Regions from separate parts of the Sus scrofa genome. Here all the other regions are linked to region 1. The links are chromatin contacts, called in public Hi-C maps. All regions are on one chromosome and are shown on one strand. Each heading gives the region's core, a stretch centred on a gene start, on an enhancer-like site or on the middle of the called end of the contact. The rest is flanking DNA. Distances are from core to core; before and after follow the strand shown.

The links. A called contact is a pair of places that touch in the nucleus more often than the background predicts.
Region 2: a contact with region 1 is called in a Hi-C map of retroperitoneal adipose tissue, with 4 times the contacts expected there. The contact joins two enhancer-like sites. A contact is called at or near these places in 5 of 47 Hi-C or Micro-C datasets (embryonic fibroblasts, heart right ventricle, omental adipose tissue and 2 more) and 1 of 2 datasets of contacts at active chromatin or transcription factors (skeletal muscle).
Region 3: a contact with region 1 is called in a Hi-C map of retroperitoneal adipose tissue, with 2.0 times the contacts expected there. The contact joins the promoter of PXDN here to the enhancer-like site in region 1. A contact is called at or near these places in 3 of 47 Hi-C or Micro-C datasets (heart right ventricle, retroperitoneal adipose tissue and skeletal muscle) and 1 of 2 datasets of contacts at active chromatin or transcription factors (skeletal muscle).

The regions. Positions count from the first base shown.
Region 1 is chr3:132,376,669-132,380,255 of Sscrofa11.1, reverse strand. No RefSeq gene overlaps it. Among named protein-coding and RNA genes, the nearest start is that of TPO, 30 kb to the left of the region's middle. Within about 2 kb of position 1,600, at least 8 of the 83 cell types and tissues checked have an H3K27ac peak or open chromatin away from gene starts, as enhancers often do. A contact at or near this core is called in retroperitoneal adipose tissue and skeletal muscle, where this site is marked.
Region 2 is chr3:132,278,213-132,281,799 of Sscrofa11.1, reverse strand. The region is part of intron 20 of MYT1L (myelin transcription factor 1-like protein); the gene reads right to left. Among named protein-coding and RNA genes, the nearest start is that of PXDN, 26 kb to the left of the region's middle. Within about 2 kb of position 1,814, at least 27 of the 83 cell types and tissues checked have an H3K27ac peak or open chromatin away from gene starts, as enhancers often do. A contact at or near this core is called in retroperitoneal adipose tissue and skeletal muscle, where this site is marked.
Region 3 is chr3:132,304,369-132,307,955 of Sscrofa11.1, reverse strand. PXDN (peroxidasin homolog) reads right to left here and starts at 1,668. Exons shown (of 22, transcript XM_005662789.3): 1 at 1,014-1,668. The coding sequence starts at 1,363.

The DNA of each region.
Region 1 (3,587 bases), core at 351-2,850:
GCCAGGCTCTGCCTCCGAGATGAGAGGGTTCCCATTGCGGCTCCGTGCGTTAAGGAGCCAATGTTGTCTCACTGAAGATGTGGGTTCAATCCCTGGCTTCGTTCAGTGCGTTGAGGATCCAGTGTTGCCTTGAGCTGTGGTGTAGGTTCCAGATGCAGCTCCAATTTGACCTCTGGCCCGGGAACGTCTATATGTCACATGTGTAGCTGAAAAAGAAAAAAAGAGAAAGGCAGGCGGGGGCCAGGCTGTCCTTCGTCCTCTCGATGCCCGCGGAGCAGCCTGTGTGCTTCCAAGGTTGGAGACGCCAAGGACCGTGGTCAGCACAGCGGCCATGGCGCACGTCCAGCGGCCCTAGAGGCTCCTCCGCCCGCTCATGGCCTGGGAGGAGGGAGGAGGTGACCACAGCCTTCATCACATGGCCCGTCAGGCTCTGGGTGAATGACCTCACGTCTGGGCATCAGCCCAGGTGTCTCTCCTGGAGCCAGGAGGCTGCGCCAGGGGGCAGTGTGGCCTCTCCGCTCAACCCGCTGCGGGTCCGTCACCTCCCCCACCTCCTCAGACCTGTCCCCCTGCAGCCTGGCTTCCAGAGCCCAGGGTGTGTGTCTGTGTGGACGGGGCCGTGTCGGCGTGTGGCTCCTGCCCCGTCTGAGCTCCAGGAAGCCCGTCTGCGCTGCTCCAGGAGGACCCACCAGGCCGGGGGCAGAGACGCATGCACAGAGGAAATGCACCTGCCTGAGCGCATTTCAAGCCCAGAATCCGGGTGACATTTCTCAGGACTCCCTCCCTGGAGGCCTCCTGTCCGCCCTGGAAGAATCCGATCACATGTTGCCGCCTCTCTGACCCTGCGAAGCTCAGACGGTTGGGGATTAAGGCAGGGGGCTGGGCTGAAAGGGCCCGTGTGCACCAAGCAGTGGCCGCTCCCTTCAGGGATGCTCGCTCGAGGGCGAGATGGGGGTGCAGCATCCGCCCGAGGCTCGTCCAGACCGAGTCCCCGCTGTCCCCCACCCACCCTCTCCCCGCCACCCAGGCCGTGGTGTCTGAAGCTTCAGTCCGTGCCCCGTGCCCAGGTGATGTGACACACCCTTGGTTCCACGGCTGTGGCACAAGTCACCCCATCATCTCAGGACACCCACACCCACTCTGTTCACGAGGCCCTCGGGCTTTGTCACAGACAGGAAGGGGCCTGTCTGCTCAGCAGGAGCCCGAGGGCCAGGCCTGGGGTTGCAGAGGCCAGTTGCTGGCAGCCGGGGTCCATCCAGCAGGGTGGGCAGGAGGGGCCCCTACACCCCTAAAATGCAGGAAGTTTGTGAGCTGGCTGAAGTCAGGCTGAAATCAGTAAGCGCCAGGACCCCCCCCGCCACCGCCCAGGAGGGCTCCCCAGGGCCTCGGACCCGGCCCTCTGCGCTGCACCCGGTCGGTCAGTGCCGGGGCGGGTGGTCCGCCTTGCCGCGTGGGGTTCACTCGTCTCCTAGATTCGGGCTCTGGCCCCGCCGCAGGGCTGCTGTGTGGGAGATGGTGGGGCTTTCGCGCCCTGTGCCGGCTGCACCGCAGGCCTGGCCACGGCCGCCAGCCGTGTTCCCGTTGCCTCAGAGGCCCCACCACTGATCTGGGGAAACCAGAAACCTCCCCCAACACCGGCCCCGCGGTTCACATTAAAACACAAGTGGGAACCTGTTTTCTTAGAGGGTGGAGAACACGCCTCGGGATTTTTCCGCAGACCTAAGGATTTAGGTTTCTTCCAGCTGCTGGAAGTCATTTTGGGGCCAGGAAGCGGCGCTCTGATCCCAGCAGCCGAGTGGAACTTGGCACCGGCTCCAAGTGCGCCGCCCGACAGTGAGGTGGGGCCAGCATGGGGCAGCCTCTCCTCGTCCTGCGTCCCCTGCGCGTTCCCAGTGACCCCACGCGGTCAGAGGTGGGCGAGACAGGACCTTCCAAATTCCGCTGAGCAGGGCAAGCTCGCCCTCGAGATGTGGGCGGGCAGCTCAGCGGTATGGTGTTTCCTCGGGCCACTGCGCCACCGGGCCTCCGTGGACCACCTGTCACACAAACCCAGGCCGTCCCCCGTCACTCGTGCGCCACGGCGGGACCCCCGCCCTCCAGCCAGAAGAGCCTTGGCTCCCAAGTCGAGGGGCCCCGTCCACACTCAGGGGCCCGAGGGGCCATTAGCCTCCTTGCAGCGGGACGGCCGCTCCGGCCCCTGTCCTGGCTCAGGCACGGTGTTTAGGTCAACCTGCCTGGGGACGGCTGGTGGTGCGGGGAGGTTATTATTTGTAAAGCATTTTTCTTTCAAAAGCATCAATTGCTGGTACTAACCACAGAAATTCAGAGACAGCGAAGGAGCTAAGACAGCGATGATTTGTAGCCAGAAAACAAAGGTTTGGGGAAAATCTGAGGGTGGAATGTTGAGTTTGGCAGCAGCTCGTATCTGTGACAGAAAGGCGAGAATTTGTGAGAAGGTTTTACCGTGAGCTCCCGCTGGCATCTGTTTTTAAAGGTTTGTAAATGACACTGGTCTCACGTTGCAGAGCCAGCCAGGGTCTGAAAGGGCCACTTGAATTTGTCGGTTGTGTTTCCGACGTTTATGAGGAAATGCCATGGGCTGGCGGAGTCTGCGTCTCAGAGCCGCTCCCCGTCCGAGGGAGGCTCTGCTGTTCTCGGGTCACCCGCCAGGCCCCCGCTGGCCCGGGGTCCGCAAGGGCGGCCGCTCGCCCTGATGGGGGCCGGGCCTCTGGGGGGCGCCGAGTCCAGCGTGGTCTGCCTGGTGACCACTGCCCAGCAGCCCAGGGCCTCGGGAGCTGGTCCTGTGCACCGACACTGCAAGACATCGGTGTAGACGGACCCGGTTCACCAGCACCAGCAAGAACCCCAGGCTGGCCAGAAGCACAGAGCAGCCCAGCATGGAACGGCTGGGGGCTGTCACACGATGATGAAAGGCGACAATTTAAGTGACACCAACAAACTCCCTTCAAGGCCGCTCGAGGCGACGTTCTCCTGGGAGGTGGGCAGGAGGCTTTCAGGACCCAGGCCGGAGAACGAGGCAGAGAAACGGGAACCACCACTGTCTGGGGCACAGCTGGCCTTGTTCAGGGCGGGGTCAGCTGGCCGTGGGGTCTGGCAGACCGGGTGGGCTGGCCCAGCCTCGAGGTTACAGGGACCCAGACGCTCCCTGAGGGTCCCCGGGAGAAGCGGCCCCAGCTGGGGCCTAGGAGGAGATTTCAAGAGAACATGCGTATCCTCCCCAAAGGTTCACAGATCTCCAGAAGGTTCTGGGAACGAAAGCAGAGAAGCCAGGTGCTTTAAAGGAGCGTTCTGGTTGCTGCAAGGAGGCCAGCACCGCGGGCAGGAGACAGGTGGCCGCTGGGGGTTGGGAGCCAGGCGGTGGGGGATGGGAGGACGGCTGGCCCCAAGGGAGGGGCCGCAGTCACCCCTCCCTCACCTGTCCGTTATCTCACAGGTTCAGCCCCAGCACCTAGCTGGTGGCCGAACCTCAGGTATGCCGTGTGGGGTGTCGACACTGCCCTCCAGCTGCCTGGGTCCCTCAGGGTTGTTCTGCACTCAGGGACCGTCATCGCATATCCGAACAAACA
Region 2 (3,587 bases), core at 565-3,064, 99 kb after region 1:
TGACCAATGCGCTTTCAAAAAGCTGCTTATTATGGAAAGGCTCAAGCTGATATGAGGGTTAGATTCGAAACTAATTTCAAACATTCAGAGTAAGGAGCGGACCACACAGACTCACACCCCGACGCCCGTGGGCCCCCAGCTCCCCCTCCCCGGTTCTTTGGAGAAACCCCAACAGCCTCCCGCCGCCTCTCACCCAAACGTTTTGAAACATCGCCACCGGCATGGCCCGCCCGCCCGCCTGGCTCCCAGCTTGTGAACGTCTGTCCCTCCCGGTCTGCACGTGCTGATCACCGCCTCCAGGATGCCCCCTCCCTGTTTCCTTCCCCCAGGGCCGTGCTGAGTGCCTTCCATGGAAGCTGTGGTCCCGGGGGCACGGGGACCCTCTGCGCCGTGTCAGCGTGCAGGGCGCCGCATGCGCAGGTGGAAGGAAAACCCATACGATGTACGATACTTCCCGAGAGTCACACCAAGACCCCGCTCTGTACTTCGTGCGCTCATTCGGGCTACGCAGACTCTGCCCGCAGGCAGAGAGGCTGCTGGTCTATTATCTGCGCCTGTATCTGCCCCCCGGCCGGCGGCGCGTGCACTGCGTGGTCCCAGGCAGCGTCTGTGAAAGGGGACGTCCCGTGACGTCTGCAGCGATGCCACGAGGTTTCTGAGCATCTCTCCAGACACTTTTCCAGGTTAAACTGTCTGCAGGGCGTCCTGCTGCGCAGCCTGGTTTGGGCACCTCCAGCCAGGTGGCGTGGAGCCACCGAGTCCCTCACTCCGCCGGCTTCTGCCTGGCTGAGCTTCGACACATTTTCTGCCACGGCTTTTAGCTGTTCAGGAGGAGGGCGAATCTTTGTACAGCAGGTGTTTTCACTGTTCTTCACAAGGAAGCTCAGAGCTGTTGACAGACGAGATGTTTGCCTCTGGTGACCACGCTGGACTCCCCAGAGGCTGAGTGACCACCATACCCGCGCCCTTCCCCGAACCCGGCCGGGGTCTGGGCTTGCTCACGAAGCTTCTATGTTCCAGAGGCGGGGCAGGGGGGCGGCACCAGGCGTCTGCCTCCTGTTTGTACCCAGCGGGGCTGTCGGCCCTGAGGCCTGCTGCTCGGGGGCCAGGTGTGTCCCGTTGCTCCGGGATGTTTGGAGCTGAATGCTGTGCACACCGGGTCGCTTGCCCACGTGAAAGAGAAGGAGGACAGTGTGAGGCTGGACAGCAGCCACAAGGAAGCTCGGCCACACAGAAGCCAGCGGAGTGAGGGACTCAGGCGTCTCCACGAGACCAGGCTGCTGGTGCCCAGACCAGGACCTGGAAAGGGTCAACCCAGCCTGAGAGTCAGAACCAGACTTCAGTCTGAGGCTGATGCTCTTACTTCCCAGGGAACTAACTGCCAGCCGGGATGGACTAAATTAGGAGACAGAGACAGACCCACGGCGGGGTGCGTTTTGTGCGAACACGCCCGCACCGTGTTCCTGCCATTCCGATCCAGTGACTGCACCCAGCGTGGGTCAAATTTGGAAGCGTCTGGAGCAGGCCTGCCAGGCTCAGCGGGAGTCCCCGGCCAGGGCGCAGCGCCATCTAGCGGCGGCCCGTGCCCAGCGCTCGGCGGGAGTCCTCGGCGAGGGCGCAGTGCCATCTAGCGGCGGCCCGTGCCCACCTCCCTCGGGGAAGGGGGTGGCCCTGGGCGCCCGGGGTCCTCGCTGGTCCAGTCCTTGCCCTGAGTCAAGTCAGGAGTGACCCCGGTGGTCTCGGTGTGGAGGCTGGAGTTTGGAAGCGGAGCCCCAGGGGGCCCTTATGGAAACAAACGTCCCTAATTAAAACCAGCTTGCTCTGAGTGTGGGCTGGAAAAAGGCCACAGAGTCCAGACTCTGGGCAGCAAACAGTTAACCCGTCTCTGCACCAGTTGCCTGCTAGGTGGGCCCCAGACGTCTGGCACCGGTTCCACCAGGAATTCCAGAGACGGCTCCAGGCAAACACCGCCAAGGGCCTGGGAAGTGGGCAGAAGGAGGACGCCCAGCATTTTATCAGGACCCGCACCGAGGGGCGCTTCCTTCAGGAGAACATCACTGCCGAAAATCGTTCACTAGCAAATATTTCCAGGGGGTGAGGCTAAAAAACATGGGGCTGTGTGATGTCCACTGGCAGGAAAGTAAGAAACTCCTGGGGAACCGGCTTTAGCACCAAGTGCACTGCTCTGCTGCTTAGGGGAACTTCGACCTCATCCTCTGTTTCCAGGCTTTCTCTGAGCACGGATTCTGTGGGACTGCAGACCGAGATGGTGCGCGGCTCGTTCCCCGGGAGCAGGGGTCCTGCAGACACACCAAACCCACGTGCGGGCTGCTCTGAACAAGCACATTCTCCACCTGCAGCATCGCAGCATCGATGCTTTGGAGGAGCCGCCTCCTCCCTCGGCCCCCTCACCTCCTGCAGGTCACAGAGAAACCCCAACTGTAGGAGGCATTTCCTCTTGGGGCGTAAAGGGAAGGACGATGTTTCTCATATGCTTTTGTCAAAAAAAAAAAAAAAAGCCACCGCCAGGTCTGGGCGGCCAGGCCCACTCCTGGCCCTCCGCCCTCTGGCCAGGGCAGGCAGGGGTGCAGGCCATCCCGGTGGAAAAGGTGAATGTCCAGGAGGCAGCAGCTGCAGGGCTGGTAGCTGCCCGGTCACAGTTCCTGGACTGCGGTGTGGAATCTGGGTTCATATCAGCCAGTCTTGAGTTAAGAACAATAAGGCTGCTTTAGTGTCCTCTGTCCACGTGTGGCTTTAGTGAGCGAGGCCACAGTCTCAGCCTGGGAGGAAGCTCCACGCTTACGGGCAGACACGGACCTGTCTGCGGAGGCCAAGAGCAGAGGGCGTACCTCCTGGTGGGATGGCTGGCTGGGGAGAGGTCTGCCTGCTTTACTCCCTCTCGAAGGTCCACCCACGAGACCTGGGGGACAGGTTGCTTCTGTGGTGCTTCAGTTCCTGTCCTGCAACAGCAGCCCTGTGCCTGGACTTGCAGGCGTCCCGGCAGACAGACATAGTGAGATGCAGGTGGTCCATGGACAAATCCCCCTGGCAGTCCTTGGCTGAGTCCCAGCTTTCTCCTTACTGGCACTGTTCCCATCTCTAAAATGGGAGCTTTGCAGATCTCAAGGTGCTCAGTTGCCTGTTATGTAGGTTGGGTAAAAACTATGGCTTCTCAACATCACAGAAAGGCAGATGCATAAAGGCTTTCTCTTCTCCACAGGCTCCCAAAGACTACAGTTTCCAGCATGTCATTGGACTACATTTCCCAGCATGCCATGTAGACTGCATTTCCCAGGGTCCCAAGGACCACATTGCCCAGCATCCCAGAGGACTACACTGCCCCGCATCCTTTGTGGACTACATTTCCCAGCATCCCAAAGACTACATTTCCCAGCTTCCCTTGCACAAGGTGATGCTATGGACCAGGTTCCACCCTGGGTTGTGAGGGATGTGATGTGAGCTTCTCCATCTCTGGGTGGATCCTCCTCAGCTCTTTCTCCTCTGCCTGCGGAATGAAGTCAAGGCGCTCCTCTCCTGTCCGCTCATCCAGTTCTGTCATATGAGCAAGAATAAGCTTCTATTCTCTG
Region 3 (3,587 bases), core at 419-2,918, 72 kb after region 1:
GTGGTGCCAAAAGCACTCCTGCTCAGCCAAGAAAAGTGGAAACTATTTTTGGCATTCAGAGGGCAGCTGCAGGACGCTCGGTACGGTCGGCGCCTGAAGCGCAGGCGGCCTTTTCAGATTCTGAAAATTTCTCATCCGAGTCGCGGGCGAACAGCTCGAGGCCTGCAGCCCCTCGGCGGCATCCCGGGCCGGCGACCTCCTCTAGCCGGGCGAGAGCGCGATGCTCGGTGCCACTGGAGCGCCGACTCTCCGATGGCACCGCCGCGGCGCGCCCTGGCTGGCGACAAGAGCGGCGATGGGTCCCAGGCGCCAACCCGCTCGGACCCCGACTCTGTCCACCCCCCGGCCAGCCGCGCCGCGCCACAACTCGGGGAGGGACCCGCACCGCGGCCGCTCCCGGAGCTCGGCCCCGCTCTCCCGCGGCGCAGAGCAAGCCCGAGAGAAAACCGTGCGCCCCGCAGGGCTCGCGACTACCCGGGCAGGAGGCTCCCCGCGCCCCGGCCGATGCGGGGACGTGGGGGCGCTGCCGCCGTGGGTCACGGAGGATGCGCCCGGGAGGCTCCCCCAGTGCGGGGGCGGGGGTACCGCGCCCAGGGAGGACCGGGAAACCGGAGCGGGAACCGCCGAGTGGGAGGAGGGGAAGGAGGGGAGGGGGGAGGAGAGGAGGGGGGAAGCGGAGGAGGGGGCGCGGGGCGCGGGGAGGAGAGGGGCCCGGAAAGGGGCGGGAAGGGGGCAAAGGCGAGCGGAGGACGGCAGCGAGCAGGACCGGGCCGGGCGGGGCGGCCGGGCTTCCCCCGCCTGCTCCCAACAACTTCCCCGTCCAGCGGGGATTCCGAGCTCCGAACAAAGGCGGCTCCAGAGGCGGCGCGCGCTGCGCTCAGGTCCGCCCCCCGTGCCCCGGCCAGGGCGGACAAAGGCCCCGCCGCACCATCCTCCCTCCCGGACCCCGGACCCCGGCCCTCGATCCTCCCGCGCGCCTTGCCCCTCGGGGCCCCGCGCCCCGCCGCACTCACAGGATGGACGTCTGCGGCGCCACGGCGGGCACGGCCTCCAGCAGCAAATGCATGCAGCGCACGGTGGTGCGGAAGCACAGGCAGCGGCTAGGACACCCGTTGCCCGGCTTTTGGGCGACCACGGCCAGCACCCCCCAGCAGCAGCACATCACAAGCGCCAGCAGGCAGGGGCGCGCGGGACGCGCGGGGTGCACGGCCATGGCCCACGGCGCGCAGGACACGCGGACACTCGGACCGATCGTGAGGGCCCGGCGCGTCGGCTGCCGGCTCTGGACTGCGCCCTCCCGCCGCCCAACTGCGGCCCACGTCCCAGCTGTGCGCGGGGGGCGGGGGGCGCCAGCTGTGCACATGCGCGCGGCTCCTCCCTTCCCACCCCCACCTCCCCAAGGGCCGGGGCGGGGCGAGGACCTCCAGCCGTGCGTCCGGCTGCGGCGCCCCCTTCCCAGGGCTGCCTGGGGTGCCGTGTGGAGGCCAGGTTGGGCCCCCAAGTTCCAATCCCAGGTCTCCGCCCACGATCTGGGGCCTAAGCCAAGTTTGCTTCACGTCCTCTGGCCGCCGTGTCCGCACTATGCGAGAGGGTTTTTGTCCTTTTATAAAACACGTTGGGAGCGCCGGCAAGTCCCAGGCAGGATTCCAAGGGCTTGCTCTGTCTCTCTGTCTCTTAATCTCTGTCTCTTAATCTCTCTCTGTCTCTATCTCTTTCTGTCTCTCTCCCTTAATCTCTCTCTGTCTCCGTTTCTCTTTCCGTCTCTCTGTCTCCCCCCCCCCACCCCGCTCTCCTTGTCTGTCTAACACACAGACACACTCTGCTGCAGGATTAGAGCCAGGCTGCCGGGCTCCCCGGCGGAGCCCCTGAGGCCTGGTCACTGCCCAGGGCTGTGCACTGCTGCCCCCAGGACTGTTAGGAGGCAGCGCTGGACCAGGTGGACCCTCATGGACCTTTGGTTTCTCCCCTGTGGCCTCTTCCAGGGGGGCCTTGTCTGGAGCAGAAGCCCTGGGAAGGAGGGGCCCCACCTGCGTGTGTGTGTGTGTGTGTGTGTGTGTGTTCACAGCCTCACCCCAGCACTTTCCTCAAGGATCCAGTCTCTGCGGTGACAGTGGAGGACGTCAAAGCCACACAGTCACCAAGCCTCAGCCTCAGAGGCGCCTGGGTCTGTTCTGACACCCACACTGTTGCGTGACCGGAAGTGCCACAGTGGGGCTGAGGTGACCTGGCTCGCTCCTGCCACCCTGTCGGCAAACAGCTGCTCCTGCACGTCGGTGGGGCTGCATCTGGGTGCGGCTGAGCGGGGGTCTGGTTCTAGACCCCTCCGGAGGCTGCACGTCCATGACAGACGTTCTCACCCCAGTCACCACGTGGGGTAGCCGTCCAGTCACGCCCCCCGGGGGTCCTGCACACTGGCCAGTCCCGCGTCTCCCCCAGAGCCCACGCCCGGGGCCACACTCATTTTGCTTTTTCTCTGGGGACCCCCAAGAATTTCAGCCTTGCATATCAGAAACCCAAAACCTTACTCTCCCTGAAAATGTCATTTTTCCTCTGGGTCACCCATGTGTCCCTCCAACTGTTTCTCATACCTCGGGCCCGCAGGTCCGCTGCTCCACCCCCCAGCCCTGCAGCAACAGAGAATGTGCCGCTTCGACTGGGCCACTCCGCTGTCCAAATGGCTCTGGTCCCTCGGGTTTAAGTGGGAAAAGCCACATCTCTCCCAACACCTCAACCTGGGCCTCCCGAGGTCAGCTCGGGCAGCTAATTTTATGTGTCCATTGGCTGGGCCATTGGCCCAGTGACAGGCCACACGCTAGTCCCGGTGCTGTGCCAAAGGCCTTGGGAGGTGAGACTAACGTTGGTTCCTGTCTGCGACCGGCTGTCTAGGAGAGGAGGGGTCCCTCCTCCAGTCTGTTCAAGGTCTTAAGAGCAGGAACTGAGGTTTCCCGGAGAAGAAATTCTGCAGAGTCTCAGCGTGCCCTCCTGCGGGCGTTCCTAGTCCCCTGACCTGCCTCTAAAACTAGGACCTGCCAGGGCACCGGGGCGTGAGCCAGTCCTTAAAATCCCCTCCCCTCCTCCTCCTCCCTCCCTCCCTCCTTCCATCCCCCACATGTCCGTCCGTCTGTCCATCTGTCCGTCCATCCACGCAGCGCGTCGGCCGTCTCCCGGAGGACAGCCGTCCGCGGAGCCCTGGGTGGAGGTGTGGTGGTGAGAGGCCAGGGCAGTGAGGCCGGGTTGGGCTTGTAGGAGCTCACGGGTGAGGACGGAGCGCTTCCCGACACAGACACAGCCCAGCGCCTTTCCACAGCCTTTGCCCGGATTTCCTCTTCCGCCCCCTGGCGGCCCGCGGAAGCCTCACAGCTCCAGGATCCTGACCTTCCCGCGGCTCCCAAGACCTCTGATGATGGCTTTCCCAACCGTATCATCTGTGCCAAAGCCTGTTATCTGTCCTGCAGCAAACATTCCTTTCAGTGTGACTGGGCACGGTGACAGGCTCGGTTGCTCACGGAGCCAGACAGAGGAGCCGCGATCGCCGAGCAATCTCTGTTTTCTGTGACGCCGTCACTGAGTCACTGAGGTCCATCGGG